Regions from separate parts of the Hordeum vulgare genome. Here region 1 is linked to region 2. A link is a contact called in public Hi-C data. All regions are on one chromosome and are shown on one strand. Each heading gives the region's core, a stretch centred on a gene start, on an enhancer-like site or on the middle of the called end of the contact. The rest is flanking DNA. Distances are from core to core; before and after follow the strand shown.

The links. A called contact is a pair of places that touch in the nucleus more often than the background predicts.
Region 1: a Hi-C map of seedling shows a contact between it and region 2, with 5 times the contacts expected there. The contact joins the promoter of LOC123398582 here to the promoter of LOC123395816 in region 2. A contact is called at or near these places in 2 of 6 Hi-C or Micro-C datasets (leaf and seedling).

The regions. Positions count from the first base shown.
Region 1 is chr5H:30,854,633-30,860,781 of MorexV3_pseudomolecules_assembly, forward strand. LOC123398582 (probable glucan 1,3-beta-glucosidase A) reads left to right here and starts at 3,516. Exons shown (of 6, transcript XM_045093034.1): 1 at 3,516-3,783; 2 at 3,917-4,222; 3 at 4,795-4,953; 4 at 5,499-5,668; 5 at 5,777-6,149. The coding sequence starts at 3,604.
Region 2 is chr5H:30,502,552-30,508,998 of MorexV3_pseudomolecules_assembly, forward strand. LOC123395816 reads right to left here and starts at 1,279. Exons shown (of 5, transcript XM_045090851.1): 1 at 1,114-1,279; 2 at 397-593. The coding sequence starts at 1,203.

The DNA of each region.
Region 1 (6,149 bases), core at 2,266-4,765, 350 kb after region 2:
GTACCATATTTATTACTTTACTGTATTTGATAGACTTTTAAATATTCTACCAAATAAGACATATTTGAAGTTAAATAATTAAATGGGAGTATGTTCTGCTTACATTAGTTCTTCAGTTTAACGTTTAAAAAAAATTAGGACCTTATTTTAATTATTGTCCCAGACCCCCAAATTTCTGGAAACGACCCTGGTTGTAGATTCCCTCACATCCCACCACCATCAGGCACGAGCGGGTGTAGGTGGGGGTGCGTGGAAGTCGATAACTAGGAAATGCTTGCCCATTGCCGACAAACGGTACGTCGCGCTAAGTCCTTGGGCATCTCCAGGCCGACTGCCCCAATCATTATGACGTCAAACCATGAGGCCCTGGTCGGCGAGGAGTGACGTCAAACCAAACGACAGTGCTTACTAATAGCATATCTAAGAGCATCTTCAACAGCGGCATAAACAAACGTGCGCGTGGTAAACTGCGTTTTTAGCTCGTGCGGGACGAAAACGTGTGTTGTGAACATGAAAAATTAGCGCGCTGCATACAATTAGACGCGCGTGGGAGAAAGCGGACGGCCGCGTGTCAGATTTGGCGCACCGCTTCCGGCGCGCCTATAAAATGTGATGCTCGTCACGCGGCTGTCCATCGCCCTGAACACTGCCACGCGCGCTCTGCTGCTTCCTCGCCGCTGCCTCTGTCGCCCCGCCACCGACGCGCCCCCACCGAGCCACCATGCCGCCGTGGATCTTCGGGCTACCACGACATCCGCGAGCGCCCCTCTGGCGCCTACTACGCCGAGATCCGGTCCGGCGACATCCGCCTCGGCTTCGGCACGTTCGAGACCTCGCACGAGGCCGCCTGCGCGTACGACGCGGCGGCGTGGTGCCTAGATAGGCCTCGCGCGCAGATGAATTTCCAGGACGTCTACACGCGCAAGCAGGCGCAGGACCTCGCGCCCTCCGCCTCGTCTGATAACAAACCAGGACTGTGAGGACCACCGTCGGCGGCAGTGCCGCCTCCTCATCACCGAGGAGGACGTGCGAACCATGGCGGAGTGGCGCCGGCACCACCCGGAGGACGTCGCCGCCGAGAACACCTTTTGGGCGGAGAGGACGGCAAGACGCCGCGAGGAGCGGGATGACAGGCGTCGGCGTAAAGCACTGGCCATATCGCAATGCGAGGTCGTCAACAATGGTGGGACGTCGTTCTTCGGGAGTGACGATGGACGTTGAGATGATATTTGGCTCGATACCTCAGACACCGAGGATGATGATGATGAGGAGGAGGATGACATGAAGTAGGTTCTCGTAGTTGCACAGTACTTTTTATCTAGTTGCACCGTACTTTTTATCTTTCTACACGATGTATCGTTTTATCTATGTTTTGTGAAATATATATGTATCGTTTTATCTATCTATCTATGTATGAAATATCTATGTATATCTATGTATTGTGCGAGAACGCACACGCTGTATTTTAGCGTGCCTGCTGAAGCTAGACGCGCGTGCTGCATTTTACAGCGGCCGCTAGAGCCAGCGCTGGCCGCCACGCCAAAACAGACGAACGACGTGCCACAAACTCATTTTTAACGCGTCGCGCGTTCGACGGTTTTTGGAAATGCTCTAAAGAGCCGCTAACTTAGCCGCGCGCTGGAAAAAAATCAGATTATTGCGTCAGGGGCTATAATGGGCGTTCCAACGGACACACAAGAATCACGTGAGCGGTATAGTTGGTTTAACGTGTGGAGGAAAACGGCATCATGGGCTGACTATTTCGTGCGTCCGGTTCCGCACGCTCAACAGTAACGATTCACGCGCGAGCAACCAACTACAGCCCAACTTCTCCAGCCTTCGCCTTGCTCCATGTCGTTGCCAAAGAAATTCGTTCGATGGAAGGCGGCGTCCCTTCACCCCTCCCTACACCCGTGACCCCTCTGTCGCTGTCGTCGCCGCCACCGCAAAACCCTAGCACGATGTTGAGCTTCGGCATCGCCGCCGGCGCCCCTTTTCCAAGCAGCGGCCTCACATACCTTCTCATGAGGAGGAAGAATCATCTCTAGAACAGGGTGAAGAATAGGAGGAAAAAGAGGAGGTACGATTATTGATGTGCCATTTGGTATTTGAACTTTTATTTATCATGAATTTGGTTGGATGATTTTAAACTATGTTATGTTGCTTCAATGCATAATTTTTTATGTTTGAAAGATCATCATATTGTCAAATGGTTATGTGTTGTTTATATTTGTCAAGCGCCCGCTGTTCGCGCGTGCTGCATTTTGCAGCGCCTACAGGAGCTATAGCGGCGCGCCATATTTTATAGAGTCCGTTGAACCAAATGCCCTTCCGCTCGTTAAAAAACTATTTCAATGTTGTATATTATTGGCGCTAGCACGCGTCTGTTGAAGATGCTTTTAGCTCGGTATTCTTCAACAACGACACAGCGTGCGAGCAGTGCTACATATCGCGGGTTGTCCCTGAGTATAAGGTGTTCAAGGAAATGCCACATTAAGATAATCCCTGTTGACCTAACATTTAGCAAAAGACACCTTGAAAAAATTAACCAGGGTGCTTTTTGCAAACAAAAATGCCGAGTCGGTAGGACAGCTCGCCTCCTTTAACCAGTATGTCACTTTTTTGATAAGGGGCGCTTTATTACTTAAAAGATTTAAGTAGTACACCCTACCTCTGCATAACTAAAATGCACACAGCCAATAAACAGTTCATTCATAAAAAAAACGAAAATAACAATGAGAGGCGCAATACACAGAAAAATCTATAGTCTCTAGAATGCCTAAGTCCTAAGGGGGCCAATGCTAAGATCATGCTCCCACCCATGTTGGAAAAGTATCCCACATCCTAGCTTCCAATCGTGTACACGCCTCCGTAAACGTGTTCCGATTCTCCGCACGTTATAGAGATAACTATAAACGAAGCGTCCTGGTACTGTAGATAACTTGTATAAAAGAAGTACTTTTCCCATTAAACCAGTATGTCACATGTTTACTCGTACAATGGATTCACATTTTAGGAGAAGACTGATCAAAGTGCCTGTCTTGTGAGAGACTTCTTGTGCGTTTATTTATAAAGGTATTTTGAACATTAGAGAGGTTGCCACGCATTTGCATATAGGCTTGAATCGATCGAATATCCATGGATTGCTTGATGTATACTCCCTCCGTACCTAAATATAAGTCTTTTAAGATATTTCACTAGATGTCTACATACGGAACAAAATGAGTGAATCTATACCCTAAAATATGTATATATATATACATCCGTATATAGTCCATTAATGAAATTATTAGAAAGACTTATATTTAGGAACGGAGGGAGTATATATATAGTATCAATATAAGCAACGGCGCAGCCAGCGTTGATATGGGTTCGGTTTGAACCCGGCAAAATTTGTCAAACTTAATTCATGATAGTCGCTAACTTTGACCCACGAGATTGTCACCGAAGAAATAAGAATTCGAACATCCCAATTATTAATCACCAGTACGTCATCATCGCCTATACAAGCTTTGCAGAGCCCAGCAGGGCAGGGCACAGCACCGATCGAGTAACCGATCGAGGCCGGTCGATCGAAAGCAGCAGTACGTACGCAGCAGCCAAATGAGGAGCCGCCTCTCCCGCTGCTTCTGGCTCCTCCTGCTGTGCTACTGCTTCCTCTCCCGGCGCGCGGCGGCGGCTCCTCGCCTCCCCGTCCGAGCGGTGAACCTCGGCGGCTGGCTGGTGACGGAGGGCTGGATCCTGCCGTCCCTCTTCGACGGCATCCCCAACAAAGACCTCTTGGTAATCAACGTCGTAGCTTTGCATACGTACGCGCGCATACACGCCAGCACATGTGGGAGGTCGCCGGCGCCGCCATGTCTATCAGCTGTTTTCAGTTTCTTGACCCGTTAGCGCGCGGCGTACGTACGTACAGGACGGCACGCAGCTGCAGTTCAAGTCGGTGACGCAGGACGGCTTTGTGGCCGCGGAGAAGGGCGGCGGCGCGGGGCTGGTGGCGAACCGGTCTCAGGCGTCTGGCTGGGAGACCTTCAAGCTATGGCGGATCAACGAGACGACCTTCAATTTGAAGGTGTTCGGCAACCAGTTCGTCGGCGTCCAGAGCGACGGCTCGGTGGTGGCCACGGCGATGTCGCCGGGAAAGTCGGAGACGTTCCGGTTAGTGCGCAACGCCGGCCAGAACAGGATGCGGATTATGGCGGCAAACGGGCTCTTCTTGCAGGTAAGGTTAAATGAAATATACGGGCTCTCACTATTTATATTTGCCAAACTGGTAACAAGTAGAGACGTTCAAGTTTAGTGAGAGACGTTCAAATATAAATTTACATGTTTGTAGACGTTTAAATTTGCTACCCACAAGGCACAACTCATATTTAATTTGGAAATCAGTGAAACCAAGTGAAAACTATATTTTAAATGTTTTAAAAATGCTGAAAAAAATACAGCATGACAGAGAGCTAACGTTCTACAAACATGTAAAGTTGAAATTAAGTGCTAATCTCCCAGCATATCTCAACAAAATTGCAACAACATACATGAATGCATCGTTACTAATCCACCCTAGAAAGAATGATCGAACGCCAGCATAAGAAAGAAATTATTCTAGTATGATTTACGTACAATTGCTTAAACATTTAGTCAGCATGTACGTACTTTTCAAAACCGGTAGTGGACTCAACATGCGCCTCCAATGTTGACTTGTCTAGGCGTCTAGGGTATTTGACTAGTACAACAATAAGTTAGAAAGCTCATTCTCTTCCATACAAACTTCAAGTCAAATTCCATTGATGGCAGGCGAACAAAGACAGCTCGGTGACAGGAGACTACGGCAAGAGCACAAGCTGGGGCGACGATGACCCGTCGGTGTTTGCGGTGACCAGAGTGACGGGGCTACAAGGGGAGTACCAAATCTGCAACGGATACGGGACGGCAAAGGCCACGCCAATTCTCAAGGTAAAGACATTGAACATGCATGCCCACTTGCTGATTGCTACTGTTTTAAATCAAAACAACATGGTGCATAGCACTTGCAGATTATGCTTATCATGATGTGGATATCACTGCCCTCGGTGGTTCCCCTCCACATTATTTGTTTTTTGTGTACCATGTGACTCATGTCTATGCATGCCCACTTGCACAAGGATACAAGAAAGAGTAGTGGCCACGATAGTACAGCGAATGACTTCACCAGATATACTAGTTTCAAATAATTGCATAAAAAATTGGAAAGGAAAATTTTCATATGAGAAAAGAGATACAAAGTGTTTGGAGTTTGCAGTATAGTTTAACATTATAAACTGCTGTGGTTATAACTGGAAATAAGTACTCCCTTCCATCAATACTACTCAAACAGGTGTATCTAACAATGAAATACGTCTAGCTACATCCGTTTGAGCAACAAGTAACATGAATTGGAAGGAGTACCATTTCTCTCTCTCACTCTCTCTCTAAGTCATGAGTAAGTATCATCATTTTGTGAAACTTTACATGTTTGGCAGAATCACTGGAGCACATATATAGTGGAAGATGACTTTAGGTTCATCTCCGAAAACGGGTTGACAGCAGTGAGGATACCAGTGGGATGGTGGATTGCGAGCGACCCCAGTCCTCCAGCACCTTACGTCGGAGGTTCACTTCAGACATTGGATAAGGCATTCAAATGGGCAGAGTAAGCATGCTTCATTTTCTTATATTGGCATAATCTTGAGGAACATCAATAAAGCCTACATTATCTAATTATTTGTGGAATAAATGCTCTATCTTTTTGCATGGATAGGGAGTACAATCTGGGCGTCATCATAGACCTACACGCAGCTCCTGGGTCACAAAACCCCTTCGAGCACAGTGCCTCCAAGGACGGCTCGCAGGACTGGGGCACTAGCGCCGCTAACATCGCGCAAACTGTGCAAGTGATAGATTTCCTCGCATCTAGGTACGCCGCGAGCCCGAGCCTCCTCGCAGTGGAGCTGTTGAACGAGCCACTAGCTCCCAGAGCATCCCTGGAGAGCCTGAAAACATACTACCGCGATGGGTACAACGCCGTCAGGAAGCACTCGTCAGAGGCCTACGTGATCATGTCCAACCGGTTATCGTCCCCAGACCCGACGGAGCTCCTTGAGTTCGCCGGTGGGTTACCCAAGGCCGTCGTT
Region 2 (6,447 bases), core at 29-2,528:
TAGATACCCAAATTGGCAGGGTTGTGCACTAAACAAAGCTTAAATAAAACTGAAGAATGTGTAAGGGATTTCATGGAAAAACATCCCAACCAAAGGTCCAAGACTTAATCAACTGTTTCATGAATCACTCAGCTAGCCACTGTCACCCTTAAACATGGCATTTTATTCTGTTCTGTTGTCATAGATCTGCTTTTGTTCTGAAAAGATTTACGAAAGTCAACAGATTAAAGAATATGGATCTCAAGATAGATCTTGCAAACCTCTTATCACACTAATTGCACATTCCCAACGAAACCATTTCAAATATTTCAACAGCATGCCGCTTGTGAGGTTATATATGATCACATTATGAATTGACCTTCAGAGAAATCACTGCCATAGGAACAAACAACTCACGTTGGTATATTGTAAGCGAGCGGTATGAATGTCTTTGGAGCGTAGCCTCCCATCGCCCCCATGAACTGATTCTCCTGTATGGCATATATCCCTGGACGCTGAGTCTGGTCATCCATACCCTGCTGGGGGAACATCCCTGGCATAAGCATCGGGTACATGAGCGGAAACATCGGAGAAGCGGCACTTGGAGCGCCGACCTGCATTATAACAGGCAGAAACAATGCCAGATATCACCACAAGGCAGCATACCACAGGGCACATGGTATTTACGAAACTTGAAGCAAAAACAGTGTGTATAAAGATCAATAGATTAAGGCATTCAGCACAAAAGTGCTCCCTCGAGTCTTGAGTTCTCAATAGCATTGGTACGCGCTAAAACTATAATAGGGAGAGTCAAATCCACCAAAGGCGAGGCCAAAACGAGCTTTTAACTCGTGCATCAGCTGCAAGCCTGCAACGAAACCTTGACCGGATCGCCGCCGGTACGACCCAAAAGGGGCGGAGATTCCTACAGGGTACCGCCGGCCTTCCCCCACGGAACCCACGAGAATCACGCCTCGGAACTCACTAATTCCGCCTCTGGAACACGGGCACGCCCTGAATCTGAGCGCCGTGGGGGCAGGGACCCGGCGTCCCGCTACGCCACAGCTCCACGCGCTGTGCACGGGCGAAAAGAAGAAGGCATGAAATTGAAGGGGCGGGGAGAAGGGCGCTGACCTGGGCCGACCGGATCGGCTCGCCCGACGCCTCCACCGGCGGCGAGGGGGAGTGCGCGTTGCTCTGGGCTTGGGCGTCGGCTTCCGCCATGGGAGACGAGAAGGGGGGAGGGGTCTGTCTGTCTGTCTGTCTGTGGGTGGGGCCTGACTGCCTTGGGTGCGGTACCGAGGCGATCTGAGGGAGGAGCACCCTCTTGTTTGTGGGCGGATGTACGGCTCGGATTTGCGGGTGCACGTCATGGAGCGGTGCGCGCCGTCCGTTGGGTGTGATGGTCGATGGTCTTCTCGCGTCGGCCTGAACCAACACGCCAGGGTGGACCGGTGATGATACTGCCCTGCGGACGCAGCTTCAATGACCTGATCAAGCCAAGTCCCACGGTAAGCCCCCTTTATCAGCCATCCAATATATATCCGACGTACCAGATTGATTCAAATTTTATATAATTTTTTAAAAGTGTTCAGAAAAATTAAAAAATTAGAAAAACATAAATGTTTCGTTTTGTATTTCGTGTTCAATCCATTTGAATGTGTCATTTATGAATAAACAAAGGAAAAGTTATACACGTCTTCGAGCGACTTGAGAGACTGTCATTCATAAATGATACATTCAAGTGGACAAAAATTTTCACAGAATACAAAACAAAATATTTATGGTTTATTGAAACTTTTTCAAAAATTTCTGAACACTTTTAAAAAAGGTATGAAATTTGAATCAATCTGATACGTCGGATCTATATCGGGTGGCTGATAGAGGAGGCTAAGTTGCAGTGAGACTTGGCTTCATCAAGTCACTGAAGCTGTGTCCCTGCCCTGCTCGCTCTTGCTTGCATGGGATAGAAAAGTTCAAAACACATCAAAAATAACAAAAATTACAATCATATCTATAAATCACCTAACAACGACTGCAAGCACCGTAGCACTATTAGCGGAGTGCCACATCCAATAGATTATGAACTCTTGGAAAGCCTATAGTATCACTTTAACTTCTTCAATAAGCAGCTCCGCTGTAGAAAGGTTCTTTAACATGATGTGCATCACTCCTTTGGAGCCGAGCTCAATCACGAGCTTCGGGACCTTGATCTCAACTGCGAGTTGCACCGCATGTCAATAAGTCAAGATCTACGTGAGCTAAAGGTTACTCCACCTCGAAACGCTTCACTATGGTGGCTAAGGACGACACCACCCCTTTCTTTCCAAACATGGACGTCGTGTAGTCCGAGTTGGCTTCCATTCATTCTAGTTCCGGTGGGATTCAATGCTCAGCCGACACCGGAGAGGGAATCCTGATATGGGACTCTTGGATGGATTGCCATTCATACACGAAGTTTATGACGGAGTTAGAGCATGTCTAGTAGAACCCTCAAACCCTTAAATCTAAAATCAGTTTTAAGGGTTGAGAATTGATCATTTTTAACACTTTTAATGGTTGAAAAATAGGGGCAAAAACTAGAACCCTCAAACCCAACCCTTATAACAAAAACAGGGGCAAAAACAGGAGAGCTCGGTGCAAAAACGGTTTGAGGGTTGGGGTTGTTTTCGCTCCCCGACCCTTACTTTTACAGGTTGGAAGGGGGTATAAGGGTTGGATCCTTAAATTTCTTTAAGGGTTTGAGGGTTAAGGGGTTCTAGTCTACGGCTTTTTTTCAACGAAAACTGTAAAAAAAAAAGCAGTTATTTTTAATGATTTGAGGATTTAAGGGCTCTACTAGACTTGCTCTTAACAATGATACGCGGCTTGGCAGTACCACTAGTAAAAAACGGAGCTTTCGTTCTAGCCCGATGAGAGCAATAGTCCCGGTTGCGTTATGAACTGGGATTAATGTGAGCATTAGTACCGGTTCGAACGGCTAAGAACGGACGGGGGCACGACCATTTTTTGTCCCGGTTGGTGTGGGACCTTTAGTCCCGATTGGTGATACCAACCGAGACTAAAGGGGTTGCGGCAGGAGCGGTACCCTTTAATCCCGGTTGGTGTCTCTAAACGGGACTAAATGTCTATCTTTAGTCTTGATTTTAGACACTAGTCGGGACTAAAAAGTAATATATATATATATATACAAATTTTATCTACCACCGGTGGTAATTACCACCACTTGCGTTTTGTATGTTGTATGTACTATATATCAAATTGAAGAGTATGTATGCGTAGTATGTACTCCCTCTGTAAACAAATATAAGAGCGTTTAAATCACTATTTTAGTGATCTAAACACTCTTACATTTTTTTACAGAGGAAGTAGTATATAATCATGTTTAGGTAGTATACAATACTAGAAATTAGACCATGAACGACGAGTAGCAAATAATGTTTGGTTGTTAGTGGTATCAATAAACGAGTAATCCTACGTACTCCCTCCGTTTCAGTTTATAAGTCCGGCACGTGTATCTAGGTCGTCAATTTGATCAACTTAATAAGAGACATATATTACAAAAAATATATCATTAGAAACTTTAGATGTTCTATTTTCTAATGATATATTTTTTATGTTAAATAATATATTTTATATAAGTCAAATTAACGACCTAAATACACATGCATGCCTTATAAACTGTGATGGAGGGAGTACTTACCCTCGCAAGACTTCACGACGACCAGAGGTTTGCCCGTCGTTAAATAAACATGGGCCGTGGTTGTTATAACTGCTTATTTAGAGCTTGTTTGGGACTGCTCTGCTCCTTAAAATTCAGCTCTGCTCCAGAAAAGACAAGCCAAACAGGGTAGCTCCATGATATGCTGCTCCGCAAAAAAACTAAAATCTGGGGTACAACTTCAGAGTTTTTATGAAGCTCCTAAGAGGGTGCTCCAAAAAACTCTAGAAGTTGGAGTTGGGGGGAAATTACCCACCACTGTCACTAGTAAGTGGATATCCCTTCGTTTCTTTCCCCTCAACCAATCAAATAGATACTTTTCACCAAATTTTCTATTCTTGAAGGTGAAGCTAAATGCAAGCCAAACATTCTTTTGATAGTGCTATAGCTTCTGTATGAAACTGCTCCAAAATAAATTTGATGAAGTGAAGTTGATTTTGATGAATTGAAGCAGTCCCAAACAGACCCTTATTTCAACAACTTACGATTCTCTTTTCTATTTTAGAAAATAAGGAAATCTGGTCAGTTTTATTCCTATCGAGGACTTATGCCCACGAGGACCATGGCGTCGCAACCCGTTCCGATAGATGAACGCGATGGCTCCTCCACCATAGACTGCCAAATCCGTGATAATAACCTCATTGCTTTGGCGTTCTTCAGTACTTTCAAACATTGGTAGCTCCTCCAAACGATGGTTTTGATATTTGTCAGTAATTTCAGTCACGACCAGATTGCTCTGTTTTTCCCCTGCAGCCGTTCGTAGATTTAAAGCATATGTATAGTGTAGTGTGAAGTAAAATTTATCAGTTGTTGTTTCTTCCACATTTTCAAAGTCTCCCGTACGTTGAGTCACTGATAGAGTAATGTGGCGACGGTGAAATTGATTACTTCATATTCATGTTCTTTCTTAATTGGTCGATTTTGATATCGAACACATGATCAGAATAACTTCATTGTAGCAGATTGCTTATTTTTCTCATCACTGTGATCTGTAGCATTGTTCAAACTACAGTGGTGATGCTAGGTTTCTTACTAATGTGGCGACGGTGATGTCATGAAGATATTATGAGAGCTACACAAAAGTAGTCGTTAATAATAGAATTGTGGTCGTTAATTCTTCACAATCAACGACGACACACCATTTGGTCGTTAGAGAAATAACGACCGAAGAAAGGATGTGGTCGTTATACTTTTAACGACGGAGCCTATCACGACCACGAGATTGTGCTCGTTAATGACCTATAACGACCACGATCTGACTTCTAACAACCACATATGTGGTCGTTAAAAACCTTTTTCTTAGTAGTGATATATATTATTTTTTTGGTAGTATGTATCATATTTTGTATATGTTCTTTTTTACATGCAAATATATACGTATTTCATTAATATAATAAAAATTATGGGTCAACTTGTAATTTTTTCATGTAACTCACTTTGAAAAATCTTGTATATAGTATATGAACATAATTAAAATGATAAATTAGTATATATACTCCCGCATGGTAGTATATTAAACATGTGGGGTAACTACCCCTGGATGGTAGGATATATATATTCCCTCGCCCCTGCCCGTCCTCTCCTTTGTTTTCCTCATAGAAGGTGGGAGGTATGTGCTAGTTTGTTTTCCCTTTCTATGCACAAGAGGTGCTCGACGAAATGCTTCAGAGCATAATGCCACTTGCGTTCACGTAAAACAAACATGATATGAGGTGCCCGAGCCACACTTAAGCTTTCTCCTCTTTCTTTGCATATGTATAGGCGTGGTTTAGGGTGACATCCCGTCCCCGTCCCTGTCCTCACCGCCGTCGATGGCCCATACCGATCTCGTTGCCGGCACCACCATGGTGAGCCTCTTGTTCTTATTTTAAAAAATATATCTTACTTGTATGATTTAGATAGTTACTTGTATAATTTTCTTACTTGTATTATTGTTTGTTATTACATAGTGCCATGGTTTTGATATCCGCCCCCGTCGACTCTCGTCCGGTCCATGATTCGGATGTGATATATTATCTTTTATAACTATTTGTCTTATTTAGTGTTTATGGCAATTATGTTGACCAACTTGACATATGTATTTTTATTTAGGAGGTATGTGAACCGAAAATTTCAACCGGCCCTTATGTCGAGAGGTTAAATTTAGTTGGAAAAGAGAACAATTTTTTGAAAGAAAAATTGAGAAGAATTAAACAAGAGAAGATGAAATTGGAGTTGCATGTTGTCGACGTCGTCGATCTACACATGATCCAGATGGATGCAATACGCTTGAAGATTAGAAAGATTAGAAAATATGCCTTTAATAAAGAGGTTTGGTATCATTATGTTGTTAAATCAATTATTACCTTAGTTGCAATTTTGATCGCATTTGTTGTTGCATTTAAATGTTTCACATAGTTGTATGTTAGTTTCAATGTATGTTAGTTTGACCAACTATGTATGAACTTTATGTATTTATTTTTGCAGTAGTAACATTTGATCACTATTGTACTTTGTTTATAATGTGATAAACTTGTATTAATTTGGTCATTTCTCTATTCATGATGTTCTCTAATGGTTTTTGACATACTTAATTATACAATGCAAATGAACCGGCAATGGATGTACGGTGACCGAAGCACTCCGAGTACATTGCCGGCCAGCATAATTTTATCATCGTGGCTCAAGCAAACAGTCTGAATGGTTTTATGTGTAGTCCATGTGTTGATTGTGAGAATAAGAAGGATTACCCTTCCTCGAAAATCCTT